2 separate regions of the Zea mays genome follow, and region 2 is linked to region 1. The links are chromatin contacts, called in public Hi-C maps. All regions are on one chromosome and are shown on one strand. Each heading gives the region's core, a stretch centred on a gene start, on an enhancer-like site or on the middle of the called end of the contact. The rest is flanking DNA. Distances are from core to core; before and after follow the strand shown.

Region 1 (6,183 bases), core at 1,876-4,375:
GACGCCTTCTTTGCCGAGTGCCATCCGGGGCACTCGGCAAAGACTACTTTCCTCTTCTTTGCCGAGTGCCACCCGAGGACACTCGGCAAAGCCCACTTTGCCGAGTGTCCACCACTCGACACTCGGCAAAGTACATTTGAATTTTTTTTTGTTTTCAGCATCAAACTTTTTGTGGTATGTTTCTAAACTATATAGACCTACATGTATCATTTTGGGACAATTATAACAGTGTTTGCAATATTTAGTAGATTTAGTTCGTTTATTTGAATTTCTTCGGAAAATTCAAATTTGAACTGCAGGTCACTCGAAACTTGGAAAACCGTGCATGAAAAAATGATATTCATGATACTTAGCATAAGTTACGACCGATTTTAGAAGTGTACCGGAAACTTCGAGCAACGTGCTCACTAAACATGGCCGTGAACTTGGCATCCACGTGTTTAAAAATTGTATAAAACACAAATAAAGTCAGAAAATCATGAAGCTTGTCCCCGTGTCATGATATCACATGTATAGGCTGTGATAAAAATTTTAGAGTATTTGGAGAAAGTTGTGAGACACTATGTGTAGAAACCTAAGAGATCCACATTAAAACTCTATGATTTCATGTGTAGTCCTCTTAGGTTTCTACACATAGTGTCTCACAACTTTCTCCAAATACTCTAAAATTTTTATCACAGCCTATACATGTGATATCATGACACGGGGACAAGTTTCATGATTTTCTGACTTTATTTGTGTTTTATACAATTTTTAAACACGTGGATGCCAAGTTCACGGCCATGTTTAGTGAGCACGCTGCTCGAAGTTTCCGGTACACTTCTAAAATCGGTCGTAACTTATGCTAAGTATCATAAATATCATTTTTTCATGCACGGTTTTCCAAGTTTCGAGTGACCTGCAGTTCAAATTTGAATTTTCCGAAGAAATTCAAATAAACGAACTAAATCTACTAACGATTGAATCTCTGTTATAATTGTCCACAAATGATACATGTAGGTCTACATAGTGTAGGAACATACCACAAAAAGTTTGGGAGACAAAATCAAAAAAATAAAAATATACTTTGCCGAGTGTCTAGAGATGACACTCGGCAAAGAGTTCTTTACCGAGTGCTAGATGTGTGACACTCGGCAAAGAATCCTCTTTGCCGAGTGCCAGCCGCTGGCTCTCGGCAAAGACTGACGGCCGTCAGCTTTGGGACGGCCGTTGACGGCCCTTTGCCGAGAGCCACCTGTGCCGAGTGTTTGACACTCGGCAAATCAGTCTTTGCCGAGTGTCTTTCTGTACCGAGTGTCCAGCACTCGGTAAAGAGCCTCGTTGCCGAGCGTCTGGTTTTACCGAGTGCAGCACTCGGCAAATCCTTCTTTGCCGAGTGCCCGACAAAAGGCACTTGGCAAAGATTTCAACACTCGGCAAAGCCTTGGATTCCGGTAGTGTGTTCAAGTATTTATGAGCAAGAAAGATATGTTATATATACTATATAAGAATAATGGCCTATTTTAAGTCCTAGACCTCCAATTTGTCAGGACGACCAGCACCGACAAAAATGAAGGTGAAACTCTTCTAGCTAAACTGCTTAATAAGTCCTAGCTTTAGCTTTACTAGTGAAACTGATCTACCGTAGATCAAAGTAAATGCAAGATTTAAATTCACCTTTTTAATATCTACGAAACTATTCCAAACATGCTCCTAGTAAGAGCACTAGCTAGCACCGCGCCCGATGTGGTATGGGCCGGGGCGAGCGCGCGTACGTGACCGCTGGCACATCGTATTTTATAATTGGACGACCGCCGCCGCAGGGAGACAAATCATGAATGAATGAATAATACTCCACTCCGTCCTACCTTCACCGAGAGGAGAGAAAAAGCTCGCCCAAGGGCGGCGGCTCCGCCGTCGACGTCGTCGTCTGCGACTGTATATATGGCCGTACAAGCCGGCGGGCGGAGGCGACGCATCGTCGCGGAACCTTCTTGTCGTGGATCGGCCGGCCGGCGGGGCGAGGCGACGCACGCATCGCGGAACCTTCTTGCCGTCTGCGTGTGCTCCAGGTCCAGGAGGAGAGATCGACCTGTCTCTGTCTTTGTTTCATATTTATATATTTTAGTATATAGTTTTATATGTTATCTGTCTGCTGCTGCGTACGTGCTGCAGCCAGTAGTGACTTGGTTTTGTATATGCGTATTACTGATGACGGAAATAGATATGCAGGTTCGTCTCTGATGCTCACTGCGTAATCTTCTTCTCATTATTGTGTTTGCTGCTGATACTACTACTGCTAGTATGGTTAGGTTGTTTATATACTCCGTCTGAAGAAGACTAATTCCGATCGAGGATTTCGCTACGCATGCAGTGAACAACTGAACATAATCATCGATCGCATAACTTATTATTATATGATGCTAGCTAATAATAATAACGGTTACTCCTCGTAAGTAGATAGCGACAGCGGCAGCAGAGAGGTTGATCCGGATAGCCGGGATGATGAAAGAGACAACTCAGTCGCAAGTGGAAGTGCCTAGCTTTGTCTTGTGTGCGACTAAAGACAAGTGGCAGGGTCTCTCCTTCAGATTTTTTTCTATAAATAAACACCGAGGATAGATTGGTCATTTCCAACAGGGGGTTTTACTTTCACACATGTAGTATCCTTCATGTAGTAGTTTCCAATGTTGGTGAAGAAATAGAAGTAATCACATACGTCTAGAAAAAACCCTTAATAATATATATACTTTTTATTTTATATACTTTAATTTGGGAGCTTGAAAATACCGGTGAATAAAGGTACATGTTGCAAACTGGTTTCAACCCAAAAAAAACTACATATCTCACTAGTTCATATTTGCTGCTATATGTATAGATCTCCCGTAGATTTCTATATATAAAGTGCTCAAAAATTATTAAGTGTTGTGGCTTTTTAGGCTGCGTTTGGTAGCGCTTTTTCAGCTCCGCTCCAAAGTAGAATCAATTCTCGGATGCCAAACGGTCAAAAAACCAGACGCTTCACCGAAGGAGCGGATCGAATCGCGTCCAATAATTGTACTGGCACATGGGAGCGAAAAAAACATGCTCTACCGGCTCTCTCACCCGCTCGGGAATCCAGCCACAAGCCTAACCTGCCTTTTGTCCAAGCTATGACCATTAGGGTTGGAGGCGGCGCGGCGGCGCCAGGCTACCAGCCGCCGGAGTTCGCCACGCACGTTGCCTGACCCGATGGAGATCTAGGTCGTCGACGTGTGGAGATCTAGGCCCTCGCTCCTACTGCCTAGGACGCTGGAGATCCAGGCCACCGCCCCTTCCGTCCGAAACACCAAAGCTCCCAAGCCCCTTCCGTCCACTACTACGCCACCTCTTCGTCTCCGATCTTCCAGTGTGCAAGGTGAAGTTGCATTCCTCTCTCCCTCTAATCTGTAGTCGATCGAGACGAGGACGCAAGTGTTTTTCTTTCGGCTCTAGCTCCTGCAGTGTCTATTGGTTTCTTGATTTGAAAATCATTTTTAAGAAAATCCTTGCACATGAGTATAGTAGCTGTGAAAATCCAAAGCTCACACGTCTAGCCCAGCAGCACCGTTTCTAGAAATGTTCTACACGAAAAATTAAATAAAATCACAAGTCGAGAAGCTCATCATCAATCTATGCTTGCTGGTTTATACCTGTTGTTTTCCATGATAGAAGAGCTAGCACTTCGATTTATCTTTTCTTTATTATTCATGGTTGTGGCAATTACAACACCATGAAGGAGGATAATGCGTACTAGTGCGATGAAAATGTTAAGATAGCTTGTGAAATATTTGCTGAGGAAGTAAGAGCAAAGAACAAATCAGGTTCTCATTTAAACAAGCTTGGGTACAACAATGTAATGCTCAAGTTCAAAGAGAGGACAGGGAAAACTTACAACAAGCTACAGTTCAAAAATAAATGGGACAAGCTGAAAAAAGATTATAGTAATTGGAAACAATTGGGAAAAGATACAGGATGTGGTTGGGACCCTAACAAGAAGTTGTATGTTGCTCCAGATTGGTGGTGGAAGAAGGCAAACATAGTAAGTTATTGTCCAATTATTTTATGTCCATGCTTACTTTTAGCACATATTGTGTATACCTGACATTTGCTTCTACTATGACTACAACAATTTAAAGGCATTAGCAAGTTTAAAGACAAGTCACTCCAAAATGCAAAAGAATTGAGTGTCATGTTTGAAGATCTTCGGAACACCGGTGATGATCATTGGGCCCAACCAGTGGTGAGCTACCCTAAGACACTGAAGCACAAATACAAGATGCCATCAACATTGAAGATGAAAATGCTAGTGATTGTGGGGAAGACACACCATCTAGTTCCACATCCAAGAGACGTTGTGTGGTTGTGACAGATAAAGGTAAAAAACCAAAGACTACGGGAGGACAATGGATGCAAGACCAGATGTCTAAACTTGTTGAATTGAATAAACAGACAACAACATCTTGTGAGTTTATGGTCCTGGCAAGAACACAAGAGACACCTGACTCTTCCATAAAAGATGTTATGCAATTGGTGAAGGCATGTGGTGCTATAGCTGGCAGCAAAGATCACTTCATTGCAACTCAAGTCTTTACCAAAAATAGTGAAAGAGAAATGTTCTTGACTTCGGATACACCCGAGGAGCGCTTTCAGTGGTTATCAATGAAGTATGAATGGATGACAATGAACAAGAAGGGCTAGTTAGAGCTACTTTGTTATGCATTTATCATGTCGTTTGTTGTTTTTACCTTACCAATCTTATCTGTTATTTCCTCATTTGTATTAACTGATCAGACCATTGCTATGGGCTGCTAGTATTTGTTTATGAAAATTATGGTACTTGTGATGCTATTTTATAATATTGGGAAATTGTCATAATTTGGCCCCGTGTTTGGTGATATACAAATGTCTTCTTCATCTAAAAGTGATGTTGATGACAGCTCTTCAGAAGAGGATGAAATGTTTGATGTGAGGGTCATGCAACTGATGAGACAGAATCAAACAATATTTGTCTTACAGCAAACCTCATGTGCAATTATTTCTTTACCTACTTTGACAAGAATGAGCCAAGGACTTCACAACTGCTTGGATTTGGTTGGGTCATAGAAGCATTGGTGACTCCAGGAGAAAGTCATAGGATGTTTAGAATGGATGCATCTCTATTTTATCAGCTACATGACATTTTGGTTAATGAGTATGGACTAACCTCTTCTATGCATATGAACTCGATGGAATCATTAGCTATATTTCTTGTTACGTGTGGACATTCTTGGTCAAACACTGCTCTTCAGAATAAATTCAAACATTCCGGGGAAACAATTAGTAGAAAATTTATGGAAGTTCTCTGTTGTGTGGTGGGCATGTCCAACCAATATATAAGGCGTAAAGATTCAAACTTTCGTAATGTGCACAATAGGATAATAAATGATCCAAGGATGTGGCCACACTTTAAAGAATGTATTGGAGCCATTGATGGGACTCATATTTGTGCAAATCCACCTCCACAAGATTTTCTTAGGTACCAAGGAAGATCTGGTAATGCAACACAAAATGTGATGGCAGTTGTTGATTTTGACATGCGTCACCTTTACGTCTATTGGTCAACCTGGTTCCATGCATGATACAAGTGTTCTCTATAATGCTCTACAAATAGATGAAGATATCTTCCCACATCCACCTCTGGGTAATTGCATCTTCTACCTTTATTATTTATCTCATACTTTAGAAACTATGTTGATGTTTTAAATCTTTTAGGGAAATATTATGTTGTTGATGCTGGATATCCGAATAGACCTGGATACTTATCACCATATAAAGGTCAAAGGTACCACGTTCTAGAGTGGAGAAGAGGCCCAACTCCTAGTGGCGAGCAAGAGATGTTCAACCATTTGCACTCAAGTCCTCGAAATGTTGTTGAGCGTGTATTTGGTGTATGGAAGATGAAATGGAGAATTCTTCTAAACATGCCAAAATATCCAATGGTAAAGCAAAAGATGATTGTTGCAGCTACCATGTGTCTCCACAACTTTATTCATCAACATCATGCATGACAAGGATTTTGAGAGATGTGACCGAGACCAAGATTATGTGCCCACTATACCAGCAAGGTATAGGAAGCAAGCCCTTTCTCAAAGTTCATCGGTTACCACATCACATGCTAATGGCAGGACAATGGACAGATTCCGT
Region 2 (6,183 bases), core at 1,443-3,942, 170 kb before region 1:
GCAGCCGGACGGCAGCAGCCTGCAGCCCGTGTACCATGCCGGCACAAGAGTGACGCCGTTTGCAGCGGCAGCGGCGGCGGCGGCGTCAGCGACGCGGCTGCCTGGCGGTCCAAGGATGCCGTCCACGGACACGTCCATCACCGCCCACCGCCCCTCCGCCACCCGCTTGGTGTACCTCAAGAAGTTGATGCTGCGGTTGAGCAGACGCGGCGAATGCACCTGCAGCTCCGCGTTCATCTGCGAGTGCTCCACAATGTCAACAACCAATGGGATAGGAGTACACCGCTGGCTAAGAAACAAAACTCACCAGCTGAATATGCGAGCCGAAAACGCCGCCGGAGATGGCTGCGTCCCTCCTGGCGGTCACACTCGCCACGACGCTGGGGAACATCTCGGACCAGCGCCTCTGATGGACAAACACAAGCACCATATTTTAGGTTTTCGATTGGTGCAGGAATGGAATGGACCGGAGAAGACGTGCGTGCACGTACTACGTACCGCGTCTGTAAGCGTGGCGACGAGGTAGGTGGCAGAGGCTCTGACGACGCCAGTGGCCCTGGAGGCCTCCATGACGAACTCGTCCGGGCAGAGCCCGTGGTGCACCGGGAGTGCTTTCTTGTGCTTGTACCCCAGCTGGTAGTTGAGCGCCTCCCCGTCGGGGGTGGTGGGCAGCCACAGCGGCTCCCCCTTGGTGGCGAGCAGCAGGAACTGGTCCATGGCGGCCTCCGCGTGGCCGCGGAGCCGAGCGGCGCGGTCGGCCACGGGGCGGGCGACGGAGCTGGAGGAGACGACGACTGCCGCTGCTGCTGGGCCTGGGGGCGCCGGCGCCGAGAGCAGGATCTGGTTGAGCAGCGCGGTGGCGCGCGCGTACTCGCCCCTGAGCCGCGCGTTCTCCGCCACCAGGCGCCTGCTCTCCGGCGGCAGCTCGGCGGGCGCCGCCGCCGTCGTCGCGCCGCCGCATGCGAGGCAGGACCCGGTCAGTATGGCGTGCCGGAGCGACGCGTTCTCGGCCATCAGCGCGGCGTTCTCCTGCTGGACCACCCTGTTGTTCTGCGCCAGGGCCTTCGCCTGCATGCACGAAGAAACTCGTGACTGCCAATTCGTTGTACACATTTGGTCGTGCATGCATGGAAAACGTGGTGCTTGTGTGTGACTGGTGACGGTGGTGATCTGACCTGCGTCTGGGAGCGTTGGTTCTGGAACCAGTACTGCACCTGCCTGCCCTCCAGGCCAATCTTTGCGCCGAGCGCGCGGCGTGTCGGCGCATCTGGGTGGTCACACCGTTGGTATGCACTGCACAGCACAGCACAGCACAGGATACTGTAGATGTAAGCGTAGTACTCAAGCATTTTTTTAAAAAAAATCCAGAGTAAACCATGAAGGCATTAATCGATTAATTCTTTCTCGGTTCTACTGTATTACGCTCTGAGTTCCCGAATCTGCTCCAGGGTGTGGCGCTTCTGGCGTTTGGACGCCGTCTCGGGCTCTGGAGTGTAGTCCTCGTCGTCGTTGTAGTCCTCCTCCTCATCATCAGTGTAATCAGTGTCCTCGTCGGTATAATCATTGGCCTGCTGCTCTTCTTTCTCCATGGGTTACCTTGTAGTAGTACTAGTAGAAGATTAAAAGGTGTAATCAATGCTTCTTCGGTTACCGACTAGTAGGAGGTAACGGGTTCAAATAAATGGGAACCGTCGATTTTCTTTCTATTTTATGAATTAGTTCAAATTGTAAATAAAGACAGAAAGAAAGACCGTTAAACAAGTGATGTCATAAACACGTCCTGGTAACCGTGACTTTAGGTTATACATGTCTCGTGACAACATATCGTGTAAAATAGGGGATTTACACTGTTTACAGAGTGAAGTTTGAAATAAGGGATGAGATATAAAAGACACGGGAGACAATTATATGTGTACATGACATTGTTATCAAACTATGGTTTTCTATAATATTAGTTAGCACGGTTACAAGATGCTCACATTATATGCATGATAAACAACTCATATGAATTTTTAAAAAAAATACATAAGCCTAACATGCCAGCTAATATAGGAGGTACACAGCTCCTAACATGACAGCTAATATAGGAGGTACACAGCTAACACCCAAGCGTTACACACACAGAAAAGTTAACATGTCATATCCTTCCCGTTCTCAACTCATTTTTCACTTTAGAGCCCGTTCGTTTTGATTTCAATCCATGTTGATTGCACAGGATTGAATGTATTTAAATCTCTAGTAAGTCAAAATTATTACTAACTTTTTTAATGTCATCCAATCCATATAGAATAGGAATAACTGCACGAGGCCTTACTATGATAGAGCAGGCCAAAACGAGGGGTTATTTTCCGGCTCGATCTCAATGGCTTCCTCTTGCCTAGAGTGGCCACTTATGCGTTAGAGGGTTGGGGAAAGCCTCAATCGGTGTAGGCTACTACGTTTGTACTAGTAGGTTAGGGTTCAATTTATCACATATTAACTGTAGAGAATTATAACCACGCGATGTAGTTAAACAAACATCCCATGGTTATTTTACAATGCCACAGAAAAGTCTAACTTAAAAACACAAATTAAAATGTGAAAGGTGGTCAATAGATACCTTTGAGGTAAGCCTTCGTTCCCTTTGCCGAAACCAAGAAGAGAAAACTATCGGAGTATGGCTCTTGAAAATTAGAATAGTAGCGGTGCGACGAGCAAGTGCTCTGGGGATGAAAAATGATACGGGTGCCTACGCGTATTTAACGACGTTTATGGCCATGTAAATTACTAAACTGCCCATAAAAAGTTCAAACTCTAAATATAGTTGTATATTAATACAATACAATATAATATCTAGAAGCTATCAGTTACTAATTGATATAGTACTATATGCATACTACTAAAAAAGATACATTAATTTCATTGAATAATATAGATATCATCACATATGGAATTTATATCTTTATGTGGTTTATTATGGCATGCTTCATTCTTGGTTGTCATAACTAGCACTATTTCACAACTTCTTATATGATTCACCAGGAGTTATAGTTTCTTTTGGCAATGCTTAACTCTATCCAAAAAATAATGGTGCATATTTATCTTAAGCACCACCAAGAAGAGATATACAACATTAGTATAGTAGGTTTATTAAAACCTCCTTCTATCTGCTCATTTGAGATAATTCGCATTGGTGTCTTCTAAGTACTATGGAATGTGACATTGTCTATTTTTAGAAATGCCCTAAGGATTTTAGAAATTTGACCCACTATCTAACTTGTCATCTCTAAATAGTTATCATGTTTGGGTATTTTATTACTAGTTACTTGATGTAAATTGAAATTCAACATGGAGGTAAAATTTGATAACCTCACCATTTTACAGAAACCCCCTTGAAGCTTCATAGAGAGCCAACTATAGTGGCGTAACCCCACCCTAGCGTTGGCAGCTCAACATCCAGTGTCTTCTCTTCTCTTCTTTCTTAGGATCAATAAAATGAATGGACACATACTATATTGGTGGCAAATGGGAAGATAGCTTGTCACTATTCGAAGGGCTTGCAACAACAATCTTGTCCTTGGAGAGTTGACGATCAAATGTCAAAGGATTATTTTTTGTCAAAAAAGGAAAACACAATAGCATATTTAAAAAACCTTAGGCAATTTGGTGTGCTGGCGTAGAAGATCACAATGATGGTGGAAGCCTTAGGCCGCTCAACCACAACAATGAGCTTCATAAAGATCATATGCCTAAGATAACATCTTTTAGTTCTAGCCATTTAGATGACAACATAATCTTAGGGCTAACATCTATGCTAAAGATATGTTATAATGGGACCTAGCCATGCAAGGTTAAAAGTTTGATCAACATTTGAGTTAAAACAAAGAAGAAATTATCTCGATTAGGCCCATTATATATTATATAATGGAGTCATATGTAAATGGGCCAGGAAGATAGTGACCAATAGATGATACGATGAAAAGAGGAATCACCCAACAAATCATTTGATGCACATCAAAGAGCTAGCATAGTTGAAGAAACTAGCAGATCAAGGCTAACAAGAAGATCTTGTGTCCTGAAGTTCATGTAAACAAGCCAACACGTCAAAGTCTATTATAGATGATTAGTACAAATTTAATGCTAATGCTTCCACAAAAATCATGTGGATATAAGCATTACTATTAGAACTTGGAATTGATGCTCCTAGAGCGCCTAAAACTATGGTTGCCTTTCTACCAATCTAGTTTTTCATGCTTATCCAAACATATAGATGTGTGTATAGGCAATAATACCAGGATACATAAAAGTACCAGAAAGAGAGTTAGGAGGGAGCATGGCGCAAGTTGGTGGCCTTGTTGAACTTGGGCATGAGTGGGAGCTAGTATGTGAGCGGTTATAATGGTTTGGTTGTAGTGTGCACATTACCCTACACCCTCTTGCTACTCATCAATTGATGAACAAAGACAAGGAAAGGATTACAACCTCAAACACTAGTTAGCATGAAGATCTTATAGATCCCCTCACCTCATGGTTGTGGTGGCATTTCTAGCCTAATTGTCCTAATCCACCTTTAAGCCTACATACTGAGAGAACTCTTCGTGTGATGAACCCTATCTGAGCCCCCAAAAACGCTGCTCCATCCCTCCTTTATATAGTGCAAGGGAAGACAAAGGTTAAATGAACCTTAGATTTCACTGGCTAAGATCCAACTACCTTGATTTTATTAGGTTCATGGGGTTGTACCAGGGCCCTTCCCCTACTCGAGGCACAATGTCACAAGGGTCATGTTGTTCAATATGATGAAGTTGGTACTCAGTGTAGCCTTTTGTGCTAGATAATAATTCATGGTACACTCCATGGGTGCATGCATACAACATAGTGACCTCGAGCATAGTAATATGTTATAACAGGATCAATGCACATACATCATAGTAATATCGAACACCCTACATTCTAAGTCATGGTAACAACATGCTTATTAGGCCTATAATGTTGCCCATCACACATTTAATGTGTTGTACCTAAGATTTATCAATTAAGCTAGTGATACGAACCTGTCCTTAGGCCTTTATATGTGGAGTCCATCTCCTAGGGTCATACTATCCATGGTGGGCCTATACACATCCTTCTAGCATAAGACATGACTACACTTGGGTGCTCTGAGTCCCTTGTTCCCTCAAGGCTTCGGGACCCAATAGGACCTTAGGTACCTTAAGGACAATAGAGTACCCTCAATGTCTAAGTGTTGTTGAATGCTTTAGGACACGACCTATCTCGGACACCTATATTTATATTGCCCTAGGGCATGAGGGCTCTAGGGACTTAGACATATGAGTGCCCTAAGGAATGAGGATGAGGGGCTTGAGAACTTAATCTCATGAGATCCCTAGGACATAATGGGCTAAAAATGCCAAGAGCGATGGTCATTGCCTCAAGGCATAAGGCTCCTAGGGGACATAGATTACTTCACCTTATGCTTTCTCAAGACACTATGAGTCCTGGCCATTATAGCGCTGTTGGGGCGAAGGTGTAACGCCCCCTCGCTCGAGAGGCCCACGCCAGAGGATTCAAGACTAAAGACCACGTAGGCCTAAAGATTGAGCCACACTGTGAAGTGCTTAGGGACAACGCGCGTGCGAAGACTCAGGCGATACCTTCACCCAAACAGTCCGGGACGAAAACCATCAAGGACTCTAGTGATCGAACAATCAGGACTACGAATACAATGTGTTGTAAACTTCCACATTGTAAAAGGGGGCCCGTGTATAGTCGTGTAATGCCCCGAGTTTGGGGGTGTAAATTTTCTTCCTTAACATCCACAAATTCGAGCGTTACCTTCCCTTTTCCATTCCTTTTCGCTACGCTTTGTCCCTTTCAAAGTTCTAGAGAGTTAACTCGATGTATTGTATTAATAAACCCTAGAAATGATTTATGGTTGTTGCACTATGCCGGAACATGCATCTTTTTTGTTTGTTGAGTGAATTTGTGAAGCATGCATTTAGTAAGAAATTAGAGCTAAAAAATAGGAAAAAGGAAAACTCAAGCCCCTTACATCTTGGGCTCGCTCGGTGGCCTGCCCCGCGGCCCAGCCAAGGCCGCGTCCCCACCTCTCCCAGCGGCACGCGCAGGCCCACTACATCGCCGCGGCCTAGTCACATGGCGCCCACTCGACCCACCCCAACGGCCTCGCCCATGCCTGCCGCG

Evidence for each region. A called contact is a pair of places that touch in the nucleus more often than the background predicts.
Region 2: a Hi-C map of leaf shows a contact between it and region 1, with 4 times the contacts expected there. The contact joins the promoter of LOC100383907 here to the promoter of LOC100272837 in region 1. A contact is called at or near these places in 2 of 25 Hi-C or Micro-C datasets (leaf and tassel).

Annotation. Positions count from the first base shown.
Region 1 is chr7:35,458,177-35,464,359 of Zm-B73-REFERENCE-NAM-5.0, reverse strand. LOC100272837 reads left to right here and starts at 3,125. Exons shown (of 2, transcript NM_001147290.1): 1 at 3,125-4,039; 2 at 4,137-4,873. The coding sequence starts at 4,408. The coding sequence ends at 4,698.
Region 2 is chr7:35,623,416-35,629,598 of Zm-B73-REFERENCE-NAM-5.0, reverse strand. LOC100383907 reads right to left here and starts at 2,692. Exons shown (of 9, transcript NM_001362227.1): 1 at 2,600-2,692; 2 at 1,423-1,608; 3 at 1,176-1,293; 4 at 499-1,068; 5 at 308-406; 6 at 1-237. The coding sequence starts at 1,589.